Linked DNA regions of Mus musculus: all the other regions are linked to region 1. The links are chromatin contacts, called in public Hi-C and HiCAR-type maps. All regions are on one chromosome and are shown on one strand. Each heading gives the region's core, a stretch centred on a gene start, on an enhancer-like site or on the middle of the called end of the contact. The rest is flanking DNA. Distances are from core to core; before and after follow the strand shown.

Region 1 (3,504 bases), core at 479-2,978:
CTGGTGGCCCCAGGCAAAGGGGGGGGACTGACCCCGCTAGCGGTAACCAGATGTGGCGGTCCCAGGGGAGCCCCGGAGCAGACCCCTGGATTGAGAAGCAGACAGGAGGAGGGGGAGTGGGCCCGGCCCCCACCCCACCCCCCACAGTAAACCGAGTCTCAATTGCTGGCAGGCTGCACCGCCACTCCAGGTCTGGTCACGTTCAGACCCGTGTCTGTATTCGAACCCCAAATTGGAGCTGAATTGATGAGACTAATTTGGAGAGGGGGAAGGGGGGAGGGAGGGAGGCGAGCGAGCGAGCGCAATTGCTCCTGAAGAAATAAAGAATTAATAAGTCACCTTCTTGCCGCCGTGGACACCCTCTTGATTTTTTTTTCCTTTCCAATTTATTCGGATCTGCTCTGGAATTTTTCCCCTCTTTTCCCGGGAGGACTCTTAAATAATAGTGAGAAAGTCCACAGCGTGGTCTGAAGAGCGTGGAAAAAGGTAACCTGTTTTCAAAGTCTGGGAGATGGGAGTCAGGCCGCCAGCGCCGATACCCCAGAGAAGCCTTAACAAGAGAGCTCCTGGGTCCAGCAGGGGAGGCGCGGGGGATAGCAGAAAGAACCGAGCCGGTAAAGCGGGCCACGCCGCTGGTTGGGAATGACAGTCCCTAGCTTGGACCCTTAGACTGCCCGTTCTCATCCAAGGTGGGGTCTCTGCTGAGCCGCGGCTCGCCGCGCTCCTGGGTCCTGCTGCGTAGTGTGGAGGGCAAGCTCGCCCTGGTGTCAGTTCCTTGGGGGCTGCGATGGTATTGAAGAACTTGGGCCGTCGGGTCCTGATAGGTGAGAGAATTTAACTCAAAAAGCCTAGGTTGTGGCTGGTCTACCTCCTTAGCGGGCTGTGGAGCCCGGAGTCGAGGCGCGCCAAAGCATGGGCATCTCTCTGCTAACAAAGCTTGAGGTATTGAGCCCTTGACAGGTCAGGTCCGCGGGACCCAGAATTCGCTTTGAGCCTATCCGGAGACCAGCGCTTAGATGCAAAAACTCTCTTCGGCTCCTCTCTTTCTTTCTTTCTTTCTTTCTTTCTTTCTTTCTTTCTTTCTTTCTTTCTTTCTTTCTTCCTTCCTTCCTTCCTTCCTTCCTTCCTTCCTTCCTTCCTTCCTTCCTTTTTAAAAATAGTAGGTTTGCCTTGATCTGCATCCGAATCTCCCCTGGCGGTCAGCATCGCCAGGTTATCCCCTGTTCTAACAAACTCTTCCGCCGTCTTCCTCCCATCCCCAAAAAAGTTTGACTCCGGCTGGAAAAAGCATTAATGAATGTATCTGTGGGAAGAAACGGAAAGTGAATGAGTCAGGAGGGCCACCTTCGGCCAAAGGCCCAAGGGAAAGGAAAGAGGCCAGAGGCGTTTGGCTTTGGATTTGGGGGGAAGGTGATGGGGGAGTTGCAGACTTCAGGAATCAGGGAGCGGATACTGGGCGTGGACCCCGTCATTGTTCCTGGCCAGCTCTTATCTCCCAGGAGCAAGTATCCTGTGTGCGCAGTGCATGAATGTAACTGGGCATCCCGCGTATATTTATATAGCGAGTGATGCGAAAAGCAGGGCGAGGAGAGGACGAGGGGGTGTGGGGGAGGGAAGACAAGAGAGAGCAGAGAGTGGAGAGGGCGAGATGAGAGAGAGAGAGAGAGAGAGAGAGAGAGAGAGAGAGAGAGAGAGAGAGAGAGAGATAGGACTTCCTCCCCGATCGCAAAGTGAAGTCACTTCCCAAAATTAGCTGAAAAAAAGTTTCATCCGGTTAACTGTCTCTTTTTCGATCCGCTACAACAACAAACGTGCACAGGGGAGCGAGGGCAGGGCGCTCGCAGGGGGCACTCAGAGAGGGCCCAGGGCGCCAAAGAGGCCGCGCCGGGCTAATCTGAAGGGGCTACGAGGTCAGGCTGTAACCGGGTCAATGTGTGGAATATTGGGGGGCTCGGCTGCAGACTTGGCCAAATGGACGGGACTATTAAGGTAAGCGGCTGGGCAGTGGGCGCGGGGAGAGGGCCGACCGGGGCGGCGGGAGGGCTGGGCGCCGGGGTCCCGGAAGACGTGGCCGCTCTCCCTTCCTTCCGCGCCCCGGCTTCGCGCGGTCTCCTCCGGGTGGCGAGTCCCCCATTCCGAGGAGGCCGGCCAGCCTTCCCGCCCAGGGCGATCTACCCCTCACTCCTTGCGCCACTGTGGAATCCCGCAGGCTCCCACTGTGCCGCCCGAAGGGGCTGCGAGACCCGGCAGCTGAAACCTGGGGACCCGGGGCGCGGAGCAGAGTCTCGGGCGGGAGATCGCCGGGTCGGTTCCCACCCGGCACCCAGACGACCTGGCCCCGGCGCCAGGCACTAGTCTGGCGGCCAGCTTCCTCACGCCAGAGGCCGAGATCTGCGCGGGCAGGAGCAGCGTTCGCCTCTGGCTGGGGTCCCCCGACCCTCCGAGCGAGTTGGAGGAGTAGTTGCGGGAGGGCAAGGGGTGCAAGGGAGGGTGTCTGAGGATCCGGCTGAGCCGGCGGGTCCAGATGGAAGACCCTGTTTACTTGTCAGCCAGACCGGTTTCTCTTCCCCCCTTCTCACTGCTGCTGCCCGGCAGTTGCGGACGCCGGCTGCCTGGAGCTAACGGGCCCGCCTCGCAGTTCCTCGGGTTAGGAATCTCCTTGCTCTCCGGCTCCTCAGTGCCTCAGATCCCGCACACTGTGCGTGCGCCTGCTTTAGAGCAAGGGATCCAGGAGCTGTCCTCTCAGTAAGAATTAAACTCCTTCAACAGCTGTCCCCCTGCGGTGGCTGGTTCAGAGTCTATGGCCTGGGGCTTGCCGATTGCACCCCCACCCCCACCCGCCACCCGCGCCGGCCCAGCTTGGGTCTAGGTTGCAAAGTGCAGACCAGCAGACCTGTGAGTCTGGGTTCCCTGTCACGCTTCAGAAAGGCCGAGTGCTCCCTCCGAAAGGGGGAAGTAGGGCCAGGAGCAGAGACGAGGGACACCCCCTAACGTGACTAGCCTAAGAGGACTTAGGAGAATGAATGAGAGCAGACGTTAGCTTCAAGGCTGCATATCAAGCAGGAATTGCTCTGGAAAAACTATCAGGCTGGTGAGGTGGGGACTGGCAGAGCCGCCATTCTCCAGAACCCAGAGGAATCCACTTCCCTCTCATGGCTTGATGAAGAGGAGGTGAAGGTGTTGTTGGCTTTAGAGAATTTAACAGATTTTTATCTTCTGGGTGGGGTCAGAGTGTTTTTATTTTCTAAGAGTCTCTTCTCTCTCTCTCTCTCTCTCTCTCTCTCTCTCTCTCTCTCTCTCTCTCCCTCCCTCCCTCCCTCCCTCCCTCCCTCCTTCTCTCTCCCTCCCTCCTTCTCTGAAACATGCTGACTTAGGTAAAAGGCACCAACTGAAGGAACTCAAAGACAGATGAGATAGCCGATTGTAATGGGGTTTTAACACAACCACCTAGCCACAGGTTTTTCAAACCTGACTTGAGAGTGTTCCTAAGGGGTGTGCTCTGGA
Region 2 (3,504 bases), core at 702-3,201, 2.7 Mb before region 1:
CTATAAACTCAGAACTTGTATTTTAACAAGCACCCCAAGGGCTCTCAAGTAATAAGTCTGGGAAACACTGTGACTTTCTCTTCAGAGTCTGTGGGCCTGAGAGGCTTCACTGAAGCATTCCCTAGAAGAGAGGCTAAGAAGATGAGCTCTAGCTGAGTGATGGCGGTGCATGCCTTTGATCCTAGCACTCCTAAGGCAGAGGCAGTGAGATCTTTATGAGCTCAAAGCCTACAGAGTTAGTTACAGGACAGACAGGGCTATACAAAGCCCCTTCTCAAAACAAAACAAACAAACAAAAAAGATGATGGGCTAAGATCAGACATCCCTGGATTTTACTATTTGTATTCACCATCTGACCTTTCCAGCTTTGTTATCTATAAAATATAAATACCCGAAACAAATTATCCTCAACAACTAGAAACTTAAGCAGAGAATAAATAGTAAGGCAAGAACTCGTTACGAAACCTAGAGGAACTGCCACCAAAGGAGTGATTTATTCCAACTAAAATATTTTTTTTTTTGCTAAAATATTTACTTTCCTCCTGCAGACCTTTGACAAATGTTTTTTTTTTTTTTTTTTTTTTTTCCCTTTCAATTCTGACTCACTTCAGCCGTCCCCCATCAGAACACTCAGCAGCATCAGGACATCTATTAAGTTCCAGTCCCTCTGGGGTTACTGTGTACCGCAACCGTGTGTATTATTTCCTCTTCCCAGCCTTGTCTCTCTACCTCTCTCATTTTGAAATGAAGTTTTGCTGCTGCTGAGACTGATCTGAACATGAACACCGGATCCTCCCCTAGACCTGGGGCGGCAGTCGCACACTGGCTCCCAACTCCTTTTTCGTTGTTGTTTTGTTTTAACCACTTTGATGGAAAATAACAGTTAGCAAGTAACTTTTTGTATTTCTCCGCATCGATTCTTGTGGGTGGCTGTACACAGCCCACAGTGCAGAACTGAGCTTCTGTATCTCTCTGCAATAATTCCTGTGGGAGGCTGCATACAGCTCACTGTCAGGTATCTGCAAGTGGGGACTAGACACTGGTTTGTTACCAGTAGTCACATACATGGGATAATAAGGTTTAATTAACTTGAATTCAAGAGTGTCTCATGAATAAAGCTTCAGGGGTGACCCTAGATGGAAGAGGAAGCAGCAGCAGGTTTCTCTCCTTAGCCCACATGGCTCTTACCATGGACAGGGAGACCATAGGGTTTATTAATGACCACGAGGTCGTTGTCCTGGTGGAGAATCCTTCGGCTCAGTTCCTTAGCAAGCACATTGGGGTGAACTCGCTGCAGCTGCTGTGTGAATCGCACTAGTTCCTGCACTCTCCGCTGAACGGGGTTTGTAGGCACCTAAGGAAAGAGAAAGGTGGAAAAAGCTTAATGAAGGAGTGAAGCGCTGGGAATGGCCTTAAGTGCGATTTAGGTGGAAATCCGTGGAATGACTGTACTGTATAATTTGACTCATGTTTCCTTTGGGACCATACATAGCCATCTGTCTTATCTGCATACCCACGCGGTGGGTCTGGCAGTAGCAAAAGTGCGGTATTCCGACTACCACACAGAATATTCTCAACATTGATGTACTTGCTGTTACAGGACCTGCCTACCACACCCCACACCTAAGAAAGCCGTGAGAGCATCGCTTCTCGGAAGTTGAGTCTCTCTAGACTCACCCGCACTTCCTTTGCCTTTTGCTCTTGTTTCTGGGCTCGGAGCTTCTCTGCCAATCTCTGAGCATTCAGGGGCCTAGAGGAAGTAGCGCTGGAACAAAACGACCAGGAGCCGGGAGTGAACAATCTCCCGGGACGCGAACTCATACTCAAAAGCTGGACACCAGGCGTACGCAAGCAGGGCGCGGCCATCTTGGCGAGGGCGGGGCCGGACAGCGCGGAGAGGAGGAAGGGGGGGGGGGTGGGCCCTGCTGATCACGTGGGCAGGTAGCCTACGGGTCACGTGGGGCGGTGCGCGCTCAGTGCGGCTGCGCCGGCCGGTAGCTGCAGCTGGAGCGGTGGCGTTTGGAGCAGACGCGGTGAGTGTGTGGGGAAGCCAGGCGAGGGCTGGGAAATGCCGGTGCCCCAACGGTTTTCGCATGGCCCGGATCTCCATTCTTGGAGAGCACTGCCCTGGCAAGCGTGTCTCGCTTCGGGGCACGACTCCACGCAGAAACACTTCCCCGCCCCCGCGTCCTTAGAAGTGAAGCTGGCTGCTCCTCAGTCTTTACCGGCACCTGTCTGGTCCCTCTTAGCAACCAGGTCCTCGGCGGGTCCTCAGAGGGACGTGTGGTGTTCTTTCTCGTTTTCTTGCCGCTCGTCCTCCGGAGATCCCCAGATCTCTCATATTCCAACCTCCCGCTTTGCGACTGCCAACCCCTTTGTTTCGCGTTGTTTGTAGCCAGTCCTCCCGAAGATGACGGTTCTTTTCCTTCATCCAGGACCCCCGCCCCATACGTCCTACCTCGAGAGCGCTACGGGTTTATACTGACCTTTCTCTAGAGTTCGTTTCTTGGGGTCTCCTCTTTCTTCCCTTATCTACTCTTCCCAAGGAAAGTAAAGAGCTTTTCCCCCTTTGCCTCCTTTAGTCTTTCCTTCCATAGCTTGAAACCGTCGAACCCTCTCTCTCTCTCTCTCCCTTTCCTACAAGAGACTCCCGAACTGCAAACGACGACTCTCCTATCGCCAAAGGGCAGCTGGGAATATGAACAGCTGTTTTGGAATGGTAATCTCGAAAACACCTTGGGATGCGCATGCCGTTTGCTGGGGAAGCTGATGCTGAAGGGATGTCGTGAGAACTAGTGACTCTTCCCTCAAGATAGCCAGATTGCATTTCAGTTAGAGAATGAATAGTTGAATTAGGCTTGGGTGTTTCTCCCTCCAAAATGAATTAGCAGAAGGAAACCACATGTGAAACAGTTGAACAGGTGAATAGCCTCAGAAGACTAGAAGTTGAAGAATTTAAACTTCATGTGATAGTTGGATCTTTGAAACTTCTTGAGAAATCCCTTGCAAGTGGTATTGTAGAGAGGAATGTGGCAATACAAAGCAGGACAGATCAAAAAGGAAAGTATATCCGGGAAACCAACTAGGCTGCTGTAATGTAGATGATCATTAATGAAGCCCCGTCCCATTCCGCGGTCTTTTCCCCCCTGCTAAGTACTGTCCTTGAAATGTGAATTACCAGCTATACAGTCAAGGTGTGATGTGAATTACTGGAGGACTTCTTTCATCCCCAAACCTGTTAATATAGTAAGCTCACAAATATTTTATGTGGCTGCAGTGATTCTGAGTTAGGTTGGGTTGTTGTTTGCTTTCTGTCTGTCTGTCTGTCTGTCTGTCTTAAAGGTCTCACATTGTAGACCAGACTAGCCTCCAATTCATGGACCTTTTTCTCTGCTTCCCTAGTGCTAGAATAAAAGACTACACCCCCACACACCCAGTCTGTTTATGAACATTTTGAACAGTTATATTTCTGTCAGTTTTTTTTTTTTTTTTGACGTGAAGAAC
Region 3 (3,504 bases), core at 290-2,789, 2.6 Mb before region 1:
TCATATTAAGAACTGAAAAAAAATTGTGCCATATCCATTACATTCGTCTGAAAAATTAAAGCTCATTGCCACTTACAAGAATAATGTTTGTTAGACTAGTTCTTGTGTGAGACCCTGATTTAGAGCATTTCTCCCTGGAAGGTAAAGCCCCTGGATATTCCCTAAGCTTGTTTTCCCTGATCTTTAAAAATCCAGCTAGAAAGAAGCTCTTTGTTCTCTATAGCCAGAAAAAAGCCTTTTTGTTTCTATACTGTACAACCGGAGATGCCTGCCTTCCTGTGCTGAGGACACGGAGATAAAAATTCAGAAAGAACTCACTCCCCACTCCTGCCTTGTAAATTTCACCAAGGACACCGGGAAGAGAAGAACTCTTCCCAACTCCTCCCAACTCTCCTCCCAATTCCTCCCAACTCCTCAGCTACCTGTTAAAAGCCCCCTACTGTCACTGCTCAGGGTCGAACTCCCCTGCCCTGCAGGGCAGGCAGCAGGCGGAGGGACTTTGTCCTCAGCTAGCTGATAATAAAACCTCTTGCAGTTTGCATCAGGTGTGGTTTTCTCTCGAGATGTTGGGGTGTTGGCCAGCTCATCCCGGGACTTGAGCGGAGGCCCAGCATTGGGGTTCTTACACTTGACAATATTTGGAGTTGCCAACTGAAAGGGAGTGGGAAAAGGGCTAGCCTGTACGAATGGCCACACCAGTCACCTACAAAATCTAAAAACGCTGAGTTTTATTACTATTCCTTTACAATAAAAGAATACAAACTACTTCTCTGGGTAATAGGGAAGAACTACAGGCAAAGTGGATTTAGGAAGTTATGGAAAGACATGTATAATCCGTCTTGTCAGCTTACTTTTTCTTATCTACAAACAAATAAAAAACCCAAAAGGCTAAGTCTACACATAAAGGGAAAACAATTGATGTAAAATAACGAAAGTAGGAGAAAATGAACAATAGTTTACGTACTCACTTTTTAAAAACAACAACCAAGCCCCGAAGGTAGTGGCGTACGCCTTTAATCTCTACACTGGAGTCAGAGGCAAGTGGATCCAGCCTAGTCCATACAGATACCCTGTCTCAAAACAACAAAAACCAAGAAACAAAATGCCTTGTCGATTTATTTAAAACAAAATAAAACATTCCTTGCACGCCCACTCGTGAGTTGGGACCTTAATGTAAAACGTCATTATTTAACACTCTGTATCCATCATCATACAGCACCCAAAAGTGTTTTCGGTTTCCCATCCCAGGAGCTGGGCTAAGGTGGGCCTCTTTATTGTCACACACCTCTACTCCACCTCGTTAGGACCTCGCTGGTTTCCTTTCCCTTCCTCATCGCCTTCTAGGCAAAAGTCATTGGAAGGCCCTCACCCAAACAGGTGCAAAAACTGCAGAAGCGGACTACAACTCGAAGCATGCCGGGAAATGGAGTAGCGGACGTGCCTGCGCGGAGCATGCCGGGAGTTGAAGTCCAGTCCCTCACAGACTGTGAGGAAGGACCGCAAGGGGCGTGGGCGGAGGCTTCTTCGTGCAGGCGGGTACGGTTCTTCCCAGGCAGCATGGCGGATACAGCGCCTCAACTCAAGAGAAAGCGCGAACAGGAGGCAGAGGAGGCAGAAACCCCCAGCACAGAGGAGAAGGAAGCAGGCGTTGGCAATGGCACCTCTGCCCCTGTCCGCTTACCGTTCTCCGGCTTTAGAGTACAAAAAGTGCTCAGGGAGTCTGCGCGGGACAAAATTATTTTCCTGCATGGGAAGGTACCATTAAATAACCCGGGGGACGCGGGAAGGAGGGAACCAGTCTTCGTGTCAGAAGCGGATTTGTTTCCATTCTGGGAACTACCAGTCACGTTATTCGGGGAAGGTGGAGTGTGCCACTACCATGATACCTGTAGCGACAAGATTGCTGTGTAATTAAAGGAATGCGCACATCTAGGTCTAATTGCCCCAATTTCTCCTTCCCTAGAAATAGATGCCAGTTTTAAAATCACGTGTTAAACTCCCCAAGCCATTCATCATCGTTTATTTTACGTATGAAGACGCCAGGAACTCAGCAAGTGTTTGTTCTGCATCTTGTCTCTGGAAATGACGAGATAACTATTGAGATGTGGTCCCTGCTTTATGTGACTTCAGCCTAAGTTGTTAACCCTTTCCACATGCTGTGTGCTCTCATGTATGAGGGGGATCCAGGCGTGTGCATGGCATGTGGAGACCACTGTCCCTGTTCTGGGTCTCCTGGACTGCAAACTACTAAGGAGTTAGCTGGTTCTGCATACATTGTGCTTAGCTGTCTAGCAGGAACGGAGGAGAGTTGGAGACCATCACAAACTACTGAGGCAACTAGTCAAGGCAGATACGGAGGTTTCTCTAGAATGGGCTGCTTGAAACTTCCACGTGTGACTTCATTCTGCTGAGAAAGTTTTATACAACCCTGGGTATATAGGCATATATAATATATAACACACACACACATATATATATATATCTTTGGTATACTTACATATTTTCATTAAAGATGTAAACAAATTTGCATGCTTACAAATGACATGGATGTGCCTGCTTATAAAGAATGAGCTCTTGGCTGACCAATGCAGCAGGATATAGAGCATTTTGAGCCTTTTTCAGAGTTGATCAATATTTTCATTTGATAATAGTGCTGAGAATGCTACTTTGTATTAATATGTAGTACAGAGTGGCAGAATTGCGACTACTATGGTTAGCTGTTTGTCTCCTTTTGAGCTTGACAAGTACCATTTCAGAAACTGTTGGAGATACAGTCCTAATCCCAAGCCATATTCATTTAACAACTTTTAAAAATGAAACTCAGCAACTCAAACAGCACTTTATTTTTTACTACAGCGGGGGCGGGGCGGGGGGGGAGCACACCATGGCATACATGTGAAGGTCCGGGAACAACTTTGTGGAGAGGGTTCTCTCCTTCTTCCTGTACATGGGTTCTGGGGACTCAAACAGAGGTTGTCAGGCTTGTGTGCCCAGCATCTTCACTTGCTGATCCGTGCCAGCAGGCCTTGAGCAGCACTTCAAACCAAAACCAAACGTTTTAGCACAATACAACTCAAAGGTCTAGTGATTGAATCCTTACGTGCTGAAGAATAATGATGGGGAAATACTATGCTTTTGTTTTCCGTAGTTAAGCCATTTAAGAGCAAAACCACTTTGTATGTTCCCAGAAGGAACTTCAGTTCACAAGGCGTGGTAATCTTGGATCTGAGGCAAGGTGTTTCAGGCAGGGTTTGTTGGTGCTACCTGGCTTAACGGTATGCACAGTACAAAGTGTGTATATGATAGGTGATTAGATCCGAGACCATGGTAAATCTGCACTGCAGCACAGGTGAGCACCACCAGAAACACCTCCAACTTATTGTGTATTTCATTGTGAATTAATTTCTAGTCCTTGTGTGCTTGGAAATCATATTTACTTATGTGATTTATAACATATATATATATATTCATATATATACATATATATGTATATATATACACACA

Evidence for each region. A called contact is a pair of places that touch in the nucleus more often than the background predicts. HiCAR-type assays count read pairs that join an accessible place to other places.
Region 2: a Hi-C map of B cells shows a contact between it and region 1, with 6 read pairs. The contact joins the promoter of Fam118b here to the promoter of Fli1 in region 1. A contact is called at or near these places in 2 of 39 promoter capture datasets (frontonasal cranial neural crest and pre-B cells), 1 of 484 Hi-C or Micro-C datasets (B cells) and 1 of 115 datasets of contacts at active chromatin or transcription factors (astrocytes).
Region 3: a contact with region 1 is called in a HiCAR-type map of astrocytes, with 17 times the contacts expected there. The contact joins the promoter of Dcps here to the promoter of Fli1 in region 1. A contact is called at or near these places in 1 of 39 promoter capture datasets (embryonic stem cells) and 2 of 115 datasets of contacts at active chromatin or transcription factors (astrocytes and large pre-B cells).

What each region holds. Positions count from the first base shown.
Region 1 is chr9:32,539,676-32,543,179 of GRCm38.p6, reverse strand. Fli1 (Friend leukemia integration 1) reads left to right here and starts at 1,728. Exons shown (of 9, transcript NM_008026.5): 1 at 1,728-1,989. The coding sequence starts at 1,972.
Region 2 is chr9:35,266,252-35,269,755 of GRCm38.p6, reverse strand. It overlaps Fam118b (family with sequence similarity 118, member B), which reads left to right and starts at 1,951. Exons shown (of 8, transcript NM_194257.2): 1 at 1,951-2,033. Rpusd4 (RNA pseudouridylate synthase domain containing 4) reads right to left here and starts at 1,875. Exons shown (of 7, transcript NM_028040.2): 1 at 1,678-1,875; 2 at 1,189-1,354. The coding sequence starts at 1,866.
Region 3 is chr9:35,174,022-35,177,525 of GRCm38.p6, reverse strand. It overlaps Dcps (decapping enzyme, scavenger), which reads left to right and starts at 1,539. Exons shown (of 6, transcript NM_027030.2): 1 at 1,539-1,755. The coding sequence starts at 1,558.